2 separate regions of the Mus musculus genome follow, and region 2 is linked to region 1. The links are chromatin contacts, called in public promoter capture Hi-C maps. All regions are on one chromosome and are shown on one strand. Each heading gives the region's core, a stretch centred on a gene start, on an enhancer-like site or on the middle of the called end of the contact. The rest is flanking DNA. Distances are from core to core; before and after follow the strand shown. Region 1 holds the start of Calca (calcitonin/calcitonin-related polypeptide, alpha). Region 2 holds the start of 1700003G18Rik (RIKEN cDNA 1700003G18 gene).

What was found. Promoter capture Hi-C pulls out the DNA fragments that hold promoters and counts their contacts.
Region 2: a contact with region 1 is called in a promoter capture Hi-C map of second pharyngeal arch cranial neural crest. The contact joins the promoter of 1700003G18Rik here to the promoter of Calca in region 1. A contact is called at or near these places in 6 of 39 promoter capture datasets (cranial neural crest, embryonic stem cells, frontonasal cranial neural crest and 3 more).

The regions. Positions count from the first base shown.
Region 1 is chr7:114,632,876-114,638,849 of GRCm38.p6, forward strand. It overlaps Calca (calcitonin/calcitonin-related polypeptide, alpha), which reads right to left and starts at 3,482. Exons shown (of 5, transcript NM_001033954.3): 1 at 3,337-3,482; 2 at 2,252-2,346; 3 at 1,593-1,733. The coding sequence starts at 2,337.
Region 2 is chr7:116,090,372-116,097,230 of GRCm38.p6, forward strand. 1700003G18Rik (RIKEN cDNA 1700003G18 gene) reads right to left here and starts at 2,778. Exons shown (of 4, transcript NR_029433.1): 1 at 2,691-2,778. It overlaps 1110004F10Rik (RIKEN cDNA 1110004F10 gene), which reads left to right and starts at 3,009. Exons shown (of 5, transcript NM_019772.2): 1 at 3,009-3,154. The coding sequence starts at 3,092.

The DNA of each region.
Region 1 (5,974 bases), core at 2,232-4,731:
TATTCAAAAACCCAAATGGGTTTGGGTTTACTGGCCACGGAACACAGGGCTGTAACTGCCAACCATGCCCATATAAATACAAATAAGCAAGGCTTTATAAGTCTAGAGTAAACTTTGATGCCACCTCCGAGCCCATTCACAAGGACTCTTGTCCCAGTCAGACACAAGTGGCCCTTCTTAGTAAAGTGAAAGCACCCCAGTCTTACCTGAAGGAAGACAGAGTTTGGAGCATCCAGTCCCAGCAGTGTTTACCTGTTCCTTGTCGCCGCTCTTCTTACTGCTTGAGCTGAGTCATGGCCATCGCTCACCAAACTACGACTGATTAACCTTAGGGCTAAAAACTACTTCTAACCACAGGTCCTGAACTCCATGAAGTCTGAGATGTGGGCTAGATCAATGACCACCATGGTTCAAATCTTTTTAAAAAATAGTTTTATTTCCCAAACAACCAACACTTCCAGAAGCAAGACTAGAAGCTCTACTAGGAAGCCAGATGACTGCCCTTGCTCTCTGCCATCTTCCTGAGTGTGCCCTTGCTCTCTGCCATCTTCCTGGGTGATTCTCTTTTAGCCTGTGGGACTTTCTCCTCACCCACTGGGGATTTCAGATACCATTCTTTGCCTCAGGAAAGCAACCAGTAATAGCCTGGAGAGCAACCAGAGAGGAACTACATGCATCAAGTTATAGGAAGAAAGCAAGAAGGAAACTAGAAAGGAGAGAAGGAGCTTAGTTGCCAAAATGGGATTGGTGGTTTGTCTCCAAGTCCTTGGCCACATCCCTTTTCTTGCCAGGTGCTTCAACCCCAATTGAAGTTTGGGGGAAGGTGTGAAACTTGTTGAGGTCTTGTGTGTACGTGCCCAGCATGCAGGTACTCAGATTCCCACACCGCTTAGATCTGGGGCTGTCCAAGCTGCAGGGAAAAGACATGCGAGGCAGTGCCATGCACCAGGGCTGACCCTGTGGGCAGTCTGCAGGTTAAATCAGTCACAGGATTAGAAGCTGGGACGGGGCTGGTAGGAGGTTGGTTCACACATACACTATCGGGAAGGCTTGGGGTGTGGTAGGCCAGAAGAATGTGGGGAAGGGCAGAGGAGAAGGGTGACTTTTCTGACATTCCATGTGCTCTTTAATCTTTCATGCTTGGCAGGGTGTTTCTCGGGATGGTTGTAGGGTAACACATGCTTTTCCTTGGGTAATGCAGGAGCCAGACCAGGGTTGGTCTGTTTCTAAGCTGGGGGCACACAGGCAGGCAAGGATAGGGAGGGGTGCTCTCCTTGGCCCTGTGGCCACAATGCCATCTCTGCAGACTTTAGGCTTTACCAGTCTTCGCTCATACTATTGCAGGAAGTCTCCCCAATGTTAGCAGACTGATTTCTACAGTTATTCCTAGCCTTCTCTTAAGTGCTTTCAGAAATAAATTTTTTTAAGTGTGATTTAACTACAGTCTCACCCGATGACTTCTGTCTTCTTTCAGCCTGAGAGTAGCTGAGCCTCGTGTCCTGCTAAACAGCAGCCAGGCGGACAGTGCGCTCTCTCCTACCTTCTGGATTCCGCCTTCCTGTGGATGGGCTAGGCAGGGTAAGGGGCCTTACCTAGAGCCCTCAGCCTCCTGCTCTTCCTCCTGCTCCAGCTCCCTGGCTTTCATCTGCATATAGTCCTGCACCAGTGCAGCCAGCAGGCGAACTTCTTCTTCACTGAGAGTGGCCATGCCTGGGCTGCTTTCCAAGATTGACCTGTGGAGAGGAAGCAAGTCTAGCACCGTCTCTGATTCCCTGCCTGCCGCTTACACTAGAGGCTTGAGTCAGCGTCCTCATAAGTTTAGGAATTTTGCAAGTTAAATGATAAGTGCAGGCAAATTGAATGACAAAATAATTACTGTTGAATCTGAATTGGGGGCTCATTTTAATAAATACAGTTTGTAAAGTAGATGAGAAATAGATTAACAGATTATAAATTAGAGTCAGTAATATTTATTGGCAAGTTAGCAGATTAGAGTAAAATTCATGTCTCATAAGGAATGAATTGAACAAAAAGGTTTAACTCTTGATACTAAATATGGGGGGGAAGTGGTGAAAGCATTTTGTTAGTTAAAGGGCTACTTGAAATTTAAGCTTATAGTGAACTTACATGTGTGTCTATGTACATGTATATATTTTTCCACCAGATAGTTGGGTTTTAAACATTCGGTACTCTGTGGTTAACAGGAAGTTGGCCAGTCCCAGGACACTAGGACTCCTGTCTTTACACGTACCTCAAAGGCACTGCCTGGAGGCTGCATGCCTGGTACAGGAGCAAGATGCTGACAACCAGGAAAGGGGAGAACTTCAGGAAGCCCATGATGCCTTCCTGCAAGAGAAGAATGTCTATTTATTCATTTGTTTATTTATATCAGTTCAAGGTTCTATAAGCCCATGGACCTGGCTTTCTGTGTGCTTATGCCTGTGACTCCCCGACATTTTGGCTTCATACTGATAACCACATTTCTCATCATCTTTGTTCCCTCATTGTCCAGTGTGCATGTAGCCTATACGGTTTGGAAAGAATCTTAGCCCTAAAGATGGAGGAGGGGGAGGGTGCGGGGGGTCGGGGGTGGTGGTGGTGGTGGTGGTGGTGGTGGTAAAGGAGTGGTGGTGGTGAGATCAGTCTCAAGGATTCTACGAATCCCAGGTGTCTCCTGTCTCTACATCTGTCTCCACAGGGAAGTGTAGAGTTGTCTTCTCTTTGTGAGTTTTTTTACAGACACCTAAGAATGTGAGAAAGAAAGTCTATGGAGAGGGAATCTTTCTGCCTTGAAATCTGAGAAACTGACGGCTGCACTGCTCAGCTGCTCCACCCTCTGGCAACTCAGTTGCCTACAAGAACCAATCTAAAGTTGAGGTGGAAAACACTTCTCTGTTAATCCCAGGGTCCCAAATCGGGGTTTGCAATTGCGGCAACTGACTCTTGTTCGCTACATATTGGCCCTAGGCTCGGACTCAGGACCAATTTCTCAGGAAACGAGAATACTGAAAGCACCATCTAAGAAGAGCTACGCCCGACTGCGCGCGTGAAGCCTAGGAGCTCAGCGTCCCAAGATTGGTGGATCAGGTGTACAGAGAGAGAGAAACGTGAGACTGGAGCCTGCGCTCCAGCGAAACTGAAGGAAGGCTCTGCGGACCAGTTCTGTAGGGACCTATCTGGATCGGGATCTAACACGAACCACGCTAGGACTAATGACTAACGGGGACTGGGATTGTCAGGAAAGACAAACCAAGGACTAACAGCGAGAGCGGGAGAGAAGAGGGAGAGGAAGAGAAAAGTAGAACTACACACCTGAACAGGAATTTTAGGGCTCACCTGGTGAGCGGTGCCTTGGAGCTGAGCCTGCGGGGATCCTGATGGAGCCAGGCAGTGCTTGCGAAGCGGTGACTCTTGATCCTGGCAGTGGCTCCTGTGCCTCCCAGCGCCTGCAGCTGCTCTTATTCCCGCCGTGGTGAGTCGGGAGGGGTCTCGGGGCTCCAGGCAGCCAATAGGTGGAAGGGCCCCATGCCCCAGACAGATTGCGTCACCTCTGTGCTTCCAGAACTCAGAGCATCTAGCAAGATGACACCATTTGAATTTAAATTGAGGTCATTGGTGGAAGTGGGGGAGATGATACGGATCAGTGAGAGCCACCCTTAAAATTAGCGGGAATTTGGAGGGCCTTTTGACATCAAGATAAATTTCATCTCTTCTTTCCTTCTTGACTTTGAATATTCCTGACTCCAATCTCAGAATCTTGGAGAGTAGAGTCCAGTATCTCAAGCACTCCTTGCTGCATGTCTGATTCTAATCGTACCCCCACCCCCACCTAAGTCCGTGCCTAATCTAGAATAGTTTAGTGCACCTGAGGGATGAATTCTTGATCTGCAAGGCTAGTTCTGGCAGCGTGGCACACAGGTTTAGGCAGATAGTCAGAGGTGTTGGTACTGCACACAAGGACTCAGTTAGACCCGAGGCTTGTGGCAGCTGCCTCATTTGGGGTTATGTGGCCACAGGTAAAATGAAAAATGAAAAAAAAAATCCTCAAAAATCTGACACCCCCCAAAAGACCCCCAAAGCCTGCATGAAACCTCAACATATTAAACTTTTCAGTGGGTATCATAGTCCCCCTTTGAAGGGCCTGCTTGTAGAAAGAAACCTTGGTGTTTTCTGGGCTATAAAATCTCTCTTTCTCCAGTGTGAATCATCTGTATTCAGCTTGGCATTCCTAATGCGCTGGATAACACACTCACATGTGTGAGAAGGGGTTGTATTTAGCTGGGTCCTGCTTGGGGTAGGGGGTACGAAGGGGTAGTGGGGAAAGTACAAAGAAGAACCAGATGCCTCCAAAGTCTCCATTGTAGATCTTTTTCTCCTCCTGCCTGGCTATCTATCACTTCTCATTAGGCTGCCTGCCTGCCTAAGGATTTGCACAGCTGTCCTTTTGCTTCCTGCTGCTGTTTGCCAAGATGTTCCAGTTGTATTTGATCCGGGGGTGGAGTGGGAGGCCCTCTCACCCCCACCCTTAGATCCCTGAGCTGAAGAGCTAAAGAGCAGGCAGGCTTGACAGTGCTGCGGAGATGCTGCCCATCCTAAACCTCACACTTGCTCCCAGTCACACTTCTCCTGGCACAGAGACTCTCCGCTCTTTCCAAAAAGGCATCCTCTCCAGAAAGCACAGCCACTCAGCAGTCTCTGTGGCCCACAGAAGCATCCTTAGTGGTTCTCAAATTGTCTGAAGCCTGCCTTCACGTCCCTCCTGCAGTCCATGCCACATTCCCACAGGATGTTTGCTCTTGGATCTCCATCTCACATCAGATTAGTTTGACTTGATCCCTCTCACAACCACTCCCCTGATTTGGACACTCATTTTGTCTGAGCAGTGAGCTCCAGGAACACCGACAAGGGTGGAGGTCCTAACTGGGGCATTTGCTGTCTGGGGACAAAGAAGCTTCATGTTTCTGCAGTTGGTGAGGTCTGAGTGTGCGGTGCTACATGCAGCAGCCAGTCCAGACCTAGCCAGTGTGTTGAACACATTGGAGAATCTGGGGACCATGGGGGGGGGGACACCCAAGCAAGCTTCATATTTCTCTAAACAGAGCAGAAATTAGCTTCCAAGAAGACTTGAATGGCATGAGCCATGGAACCCGAGTTGTCGGTCCTACCAACATCCCAGATGTGTCCCTCAAAGCAGAATGATGGAACACTTAACTTCTAGGATGCCATCAATGACTTTCCAGCTTAACTTCTGGGGCATCTCAGAAGTTTTAAGGTATAAAAATGTGAGGAAAGGAGTGCCAGGAATCCCTCTCCACAGGGTCTGCTCTCAGAGCAGCAACAAGACCCATCCAGGGCTGGGAGAATGGGCTTGGCCAGGCAGTGCCAGGCTGGAAACCAGAGCTGGAAGAATTTTATCGCCACTGGATTTAGGATTCCCAGGCACAGGAATCCCTGGAGGCAGACACCCAGAAGTGGCCTTCCTGGGCTTCCAGCAGTTTAGTTCTGAGACCTGGACTAAATTTTCGTGAGCAATTATGAGACAAGTTGGAGACAAGTTGGCGAGGGCTGAGATGACAGTGGTGAGCCACTGGGTCATTGCCACTTGGGACTGATGCACAAAATCTGCTTTTTGTGTGTGCTCAGGTGCCAAGTGCACCTGGGGAATTTGTTTCTTCTTTCAACTGCAAAGATGTCTAATATATGGGATCCAGAAATCATTTTTTAAACAAATGGATTCCTATAAGCATTTCCTAAGGAAAAAACTCCTGGCTTTAACCCGTGCAGTGTTGAGCACTGGTTTTCTGGCAGTGTCACTGGGTGGGTTTGAGCTCTGCTCCTAGGCTGTGGAGTGTTCCTTCAGACCTCTGAGCCAACCCTGATTCCACACCATGAAACCTGTAGCTGTAAGCCATCACATCCAGAGGGCACCTCTGTCATCTGCAGAAGTTGAATAATTGAAAGGGTTGGAAGAGTG
Region 2 (6,859 bases), core at 1,528-4,027, 1.5 Mb after region 1:
TCAGCAGGTAAGAGCACTGACTACTTTTCTGAAGGTCCTGAGTTCAAATCCCAGCAACCACACAGTGGCTCACAGCCACCTGAAATGAGATCTGATGCCCTCTTCTGGAGCTAAATGTACGTACGTATATAAATAAATCTTTGGGCTGGAATGAACAGGGACAGAACGAGCAGAGTTGATCAGAGCCAGCAGAGGTCTCCCCCCAAAAATTCAATTCCCAGCAACCACATGAAAGCTCACAACCATCTGTACAGCTACAGTGTACTCATAAAATAAAATAAATAAATCTTTTTTTAAAAAAAGTACCTGAAGAGTTAGGTATTTCTTCAGAAGCACACACTCATCTAGAATAAAATAATCCTTAGAGACTCCATCCCTTGACATTCAGCACTCCCCAGACTGTAATTCTGTAATCACTTTTGCTCATTTCTATCTTTGGCAAATTGTTTTGATGTATATGGTTAATCTTAATCGGTAAACTGAACTTAAACTGTTACAATTAAAATTTAAATTGCTTGAATGCAGAAAATATGTTCCTTATGTACCCACTGAAAGTGTTTGGTAAAATTTAAGGATTAGCAGAGAATATCTAAGGTAGTACAAACTTAAGACATTCACTAACCATCCTGTGGCACTGTGTTAGAAAACAAACAAAAAGTGAAACTGGAATGGTCTTGTATTAGAGAAGGTATTTCATAGCTCCATCGATGACTTCTTGTTAACAAGGGAGAGTATTACTAAGTCTCTGTGTCATCATATATTGCTACTACTATACAGTTTCATCTTCACATCTAGCTTTGTGAACATGAACTGAGTCAAGTCTGTTCAAATAATACAGTATGTTATTCTGAGGTTTGATTTGCTCCATGATGTTTTATGATAACTTGAACACATAGCCATCCAGATGTGCCACAAATCTGGTGAATAAAAAGCACATTAAAATTTCCTGGACTTTTATCTATTACTAAAGTTAAAATTATTTAATATTTACTAACCTTAATAATAATCCTCTTCATCTTAGAGTCACTTAGCTATCTTTAAGTAGCTACTGGGCCATCTTATTTTGCCAGTAACATTAAGAGTTCTAAATTGTGCTTATTACAATTTTTCAAATCTATTTGAAGTGAATTATAATCATCCTACTTTGTTACCTCGATGGAATTCCATTGTAATTGCATTTATAAAAGTTAAATAAAAACTAAGTAGGGTCATGAAGTTAGTAGGTAAAATATTTTAATTTTAGTGACTAAAAAACCACTTCTAAAAATATTTTCTTCATGGGTTTTTTTTTTTCCTTTATTGTGGTTTAACACAGAAATAAGAGATTAGTTTGTTTTGGTTAGGCTTATTAAATATAGCTCTAACCGTATTTTTATATAATTTATTTAAAAGCTAGTCTCTGCTTCAAAAATAAAGGAATTGGATCTATGACTGCATAAATTAAGAAACTGTCTTCCCTGTGTGCATAGCTCTAAGTCCTGATGTTTGGGATAGGGGCGGGGGGTGGGGTACTGTTTTTATTTTATTTTTATTTTTTATTTTTATTTTGAGAGGAGGTCTTACTATAGACTCGGCTGACAAACCACACATTACTTAGAAGAGGATGATCTTGAATTTCTTATCTTCCTTCACCACCTCCCAGACACTAGGTTCACAGGCATAGTCAGGTTTCACTTTGGGCACAGTTCTATCAGTGGTTCATCGTCATCTGAAATGTAGTTCAACTAGAGTAACTGCTGAGCACAGACACTGACAGGTGTCTCATAGACCACTCGGTATGGGGACTTAAGACTAGCCATGTACTGTTGTCATACTATTTGTTTATACTTGAAAAAAAAATCTTTTTAAAAATCAAGGCTGGAAGTCTTCAGAATGAGTAAGGGCAAGAAAGTCATCCTGACAGTATGTCAGGTTCACCTGTGGATGCAAATTCAGCTATAACATACAGAAGTTTATCTTCAGTATCTGAACACTGGACTACAAGATCTTGCAGGAAGCTTAGTTGGGGCTGGAAAGGGAGCAGGGAAATGAGGAAAAGGGAACTAGAAACAAGATTGCAAATGGGAAGGGCAGCGAATGTATCCATCCTAAGGGGGCGGGGTGGGGGTGGTCTCTTGCAACTAGACTGAGGAGACAGTTGAAACAGGTTGAGACTGCTACTGTATTGTAACTTTAAAGGGGTTTATTATATAGGAAACTTACCCCCCACCCCCACCCCAAGAAAAATAATAAAGATACAGGATTTTTTTTTGGCAGACAGACTTCAGTCGATGAAGTTTCAAATAATATCTACCTTAAAAAGGGATCAGAGAGTTGGGTCACTCTTATCTAGAATACACTAAGCCCAGTGGAAAACGGTCCACAATTCCTGAGGGGTGGAGCTGTTTAGAAAAAAAACGAAAAACAAAACAGCCAATTAACAAGCCTTCAGCTTCACACTGAACTCTATTCAGTAAGAAAAGAAAGGAAGGAAGGAAAGGAAGAGAATGAAGACGTTAGAATATCCCGTGTGAGCAGTAGAGACCACACATTAGGCTGGGGGAAGAAGCCATGTTTTAGGTTTTTGTCTTGGGCCGAGAACTTGTATTCAAAAAGCCTCAAACATTACACTTAAGTCTATGTGTTTAACTATGATGAATGTGTTTACTAACAGGGCAGAACCTCACACACACAAAAAGGCGAAAACCCACTCTAGGTCTGTCTGTGGCAACGAAGCTCTCCGCCAACGATCACCACCATACCCATCCACGGGAAAGCTCCCTCTACACGCCGAAGAAAGCGTAGCCTCCGAGGGCTCTCCCGCCACGCCGCGCGAGATGCTTCGCTCGGCCTCCTGGGAAATGTAGTTTAAGTCACTGAAGACGGCTTAGTCAGGCCAGTAAAGAGTGAGTCCAAAAAAACTACAACTCCCGGTGTGCTCCAGGGTGACGAGCGGCCGCAGCAGTGACGACTGTAGCGGTGAAGGGCCGGAGGGGGCTCTGCGTTCTGGAGTGGCGCTGCTTGGTCCGGCGGCTGGGTGAGGGCTGCTGGTGTCGCGTTTGAGGAGAACTGCGAGTGTGTTTGGCATATCCCCGTCAGGATCCCAGCTACGATGAGTGCTGCCCGGGAGTCTCACCCGCACGGGGTGAAACGTTCAGCCTCCCCCGACGACGATGTAAATAACAATGGATGAGGGTTGAGGCCTAGTGAAGGCTGGGGTAGGCCGGGAAGGGTGGATGGAGGAAGAAGCGCCCGAAGGAAGGGGGCGCAACGAGGGATGTCTTCCTTTTCCTACTAGAATCTGAAGGATTGAAGAGGCCCTGAGCTGAGATACAGAGACCTGCGTAGGAACGGGGGTTGAGGAAGGAAATCCTGAGAAGGGTCGAAAAGGAAAAAGAGCTTAATCGAGATGTCTTTGCGTTTTGGGAAACCGGTGAAGCTCATTTCTTAGTCATTTCAGGATAGATATGTCATAGTCCTGACATTGGTCTAAAACGCTCCTCTGGCAATCGCGAAATGTTCAGTCACATTTGGACAAATTTTCCAGCCCGAATCCTTTTTTGCAGTGTACTGGTAATTGCTGCCCTAACTACACCATTCTTAATAAACAGAGACCAATATTAAGCCGAAGATTGTGGTAGACAGTTTGGGGATGGAATAATGGCGAGGTCAGAGGGAGTGAGACCCAGAAGCGCATTTTGATGTCAGATACCTTTTTCCTGCCCTCTCATGCCTTCAGCTCATCAGTTTAAATAATAAACTGTCCCTTATTAACCTGTTCAGTACTGACTACAATGCCAGATACTGGAATTGAAGATTAATAAAGAGGATGCTTATATTTGTCTTAGCTCTAGCATAGTGTTTAGAAACTGCAGGTAACTTGTAAAATTAGGTTCTTCTATAATGAAATCCCTTGGAAACATTGATGGGGAAGTTGGTGGGAAGGGGACATGAGGAAGTCATCTTTGAGACAGATGAAAGCTGGTCTCGCTTATTCATACACTGTCAGCTTCAGAATTGTAACTTTTAGTGCAGTTTGACATCTTTCATAAGTCCTTTGTGAGCCATAAAAGGTTCCCTGAATTATTTTGTAGTTAATGAGAGAATACTAAGAACCACACTCCTTTGGTTGGAAGATGGGGTGTGGACCAGAATTGTAATAATAGAATAAATTTTAGCCTTGTGAGGAAGATTAGTAATCAATTAAAAAAGAGTGGAGGGATGACTGGTTGTCTGTGAGATTAATTCATGTCCCTTGTCTTCCCTGCGACTGGAATTTAGATCTTCCATTGTTAATACCGCCATTCTGCATTGTTAGGAATTTGTCTAGGTTTTTTTAGTGATCTAGATTGTAGATGTAAAAGAGCTGTTACATTGTTTTCCTCCCAATATCAACTGTGAGTTGATTCCGAGAATGTCACACATTCTTGCTTTGATAGACTCAGAAATAAAACAACTTTTTAGCCAGGTGAACTTTGATATATTTCAAATCCTATAACTGTTGTCTTGATAGTTGATTTATAGGTGATTATAATTGCATTTTCAAGATTGGGACCTGTGACTTTACCTATACTATCATAAAGACGACTGTGTTGTTGTTGTTATGCTATATACAGTAATGTGTCCCTTAACAGTGGTTTTCTTAACTCAGTTTCCATTATATATGGTTATTATTTTTTCTGCTAACTGGATATTACCTTGCTTGATGTTTTTGTTTGTTTAGCTCATCTGTATTTTCAAGATACACCTGGTAATTTTAGAAAATCAACTATCAGTTTATGTGTTAGTATCTGCTGCAAGGTTTTCTGATTCAGTGATTTGATGCATAATTGAGGGCAACAAAACCAGAAGATACTAGAAATAGATATCATATCTCAGAATGCGCTGCTAGGAAAGGGTGACATAGAAATAGTCTCAAGTACAGTGGGATATGTGTATGAGGAGTAACACCCTGACTGCAGTCTGTGGGGAGGAGGAATGAAAAGGGCTTCTTAAGGTTTCATTGGTTTGCTAGAAGTGGATAATGAAAGCTGTTCTATCAGAGTGGGAGAATCACAAGTACAATTAGGCACTGTGTTTCAGAGTGTAGTATTTTGGAAATGTGCTTGCTGTTCTTGGAAAGGAAGAACGAATAAACAACGATGCATTAAAAGAATATAATTAGAGATTGTAAAAATAGAGTTACTTAGGTAAAAACGTTGTCAAGATGTTTGCTGCTGTGTTCTTGTTGGGTATGTATGTGCTGGTCATTGAAACCTGGGCCTTATGTATAAGCTACAACCCCAGCCTGAGTGTATTCTTGAAAGAGAATGGGAAATTGGAAAAGTTGGATTTTAGATAGTTGTGTTTTTAGCCTTCTACAGTTCTGCAACTGTGCTTTGTAATTTGGCCCCATGCAGTATGTGTGGAAGAAGCAGAGGTTGTGGCCAGAGCATGGGGCAGCTCATGCAGTTTCTGAGCCTTAGCGCCCTTTATTCCCTGCCCACTGGTTTGCTTGTTGGACTGTGAGTGGCTCTAGAGCAGCGGTTCTCAGCCTTCCTAATGCTGCGGCCCTTTAATTCTGTTCCTTGTGTTGTGGTGGTCCCCAGCCATAAAATTTTTTGTTGCTACTTCCATAGCTGTAATTTTGCTACTGTTATGAATCATAGTGTAAACATCTAATATGCCACCCCCAAAGGAGTCTCACAGTTTGAGAACCACTGGGAGTGGGAAGTTATTCGTAAGTTAAAGAAGGTTGCATGTTGAGTGTCCCTTAGGCTGAGAACCAAGAGTGTTTCAGGTTTCAGAATTTGTTGAATTTGGGAATATTTGCATGTATTTTTTAAAGGTTTATTTATTTATTATATGTAAGTATACTGTAGCTGTCTTCAGACACTCCAGAAGAGGGAGTCAGATCTCATTACAGATGGTTGTGAGCCACCATGTGGTTGCTGGGATTTGAACTCAGGACCTTCTGAAGAGCAGTCAGTGCTCTTATCCCTGAGCCATCTCTCCAGCCCTATTTGCATATTTATAATGAGCTATCTTGAGAATAAGGTCTGAGTATCGGTAAAAGATTGACCTATTTCATGCATTCACAAATGTGCCTGAAAGTAACTACATACAATATTTTGAGTGCACCTATCACTACTGCGTTACCTTGTAAGGTCAGGTGACTAATTTGTGCCATGTATTCAAGAGAATTTTTGGAGTCACAGCCTTTCAGGTTTTCATATTAGATTTTTAACCTGTATGCAACTCTTCATGCACTGTTGAGATGGACTCTTTTGTTGTAGTGGTGGTTTAGTTTGGTTTTGGGTGTGGGGAGTCAAACCCACGACCTCATACATGCTAAGCAGGTTCTCTACCACTGAGCTATGTCCCCAGCCATTGGGATTTCAATTCAAAACTTCCTTGTATCTGAGACTAGTATTAAATTTTCTGTGTAGCCCCAAAACTCAGGACACTGCTACCTTTATCTCATGATTATAGATAGGCAGGAGCCACCACACCAGTCATAAAATAGGCTCCTGAAAAGTCGTAAGTCAATAAGGAATCAAAGCTAAGTGAAATGTCAGTCCTGGCTCACAGAGCAAGTGGTTTAGTGAGAATAAGAATTGGTGCCAGGCAGTGGTGGCGCATGCCTTTAATCCCAGCACTCAGGAGGCAGAGGCAGGCAGATTTCTGAGTTTGAGGCCAGCCTGGTCTACAGAATGAGTTTCAGGACAGCCAAGGCTACACAGAGAAACCCTGTCTCAAAAAACTTTAAAAAAAAAAAAATTGGTAGTAGTGGTACTTTATTATAATGAGCTAGAAATAGTTAGGAATTGATCTATAAGAAGATCCGCAGTCATGGAAAGGAATAGAGATTTGTAACTTAGGCAGCCAAAATTATGAGAAC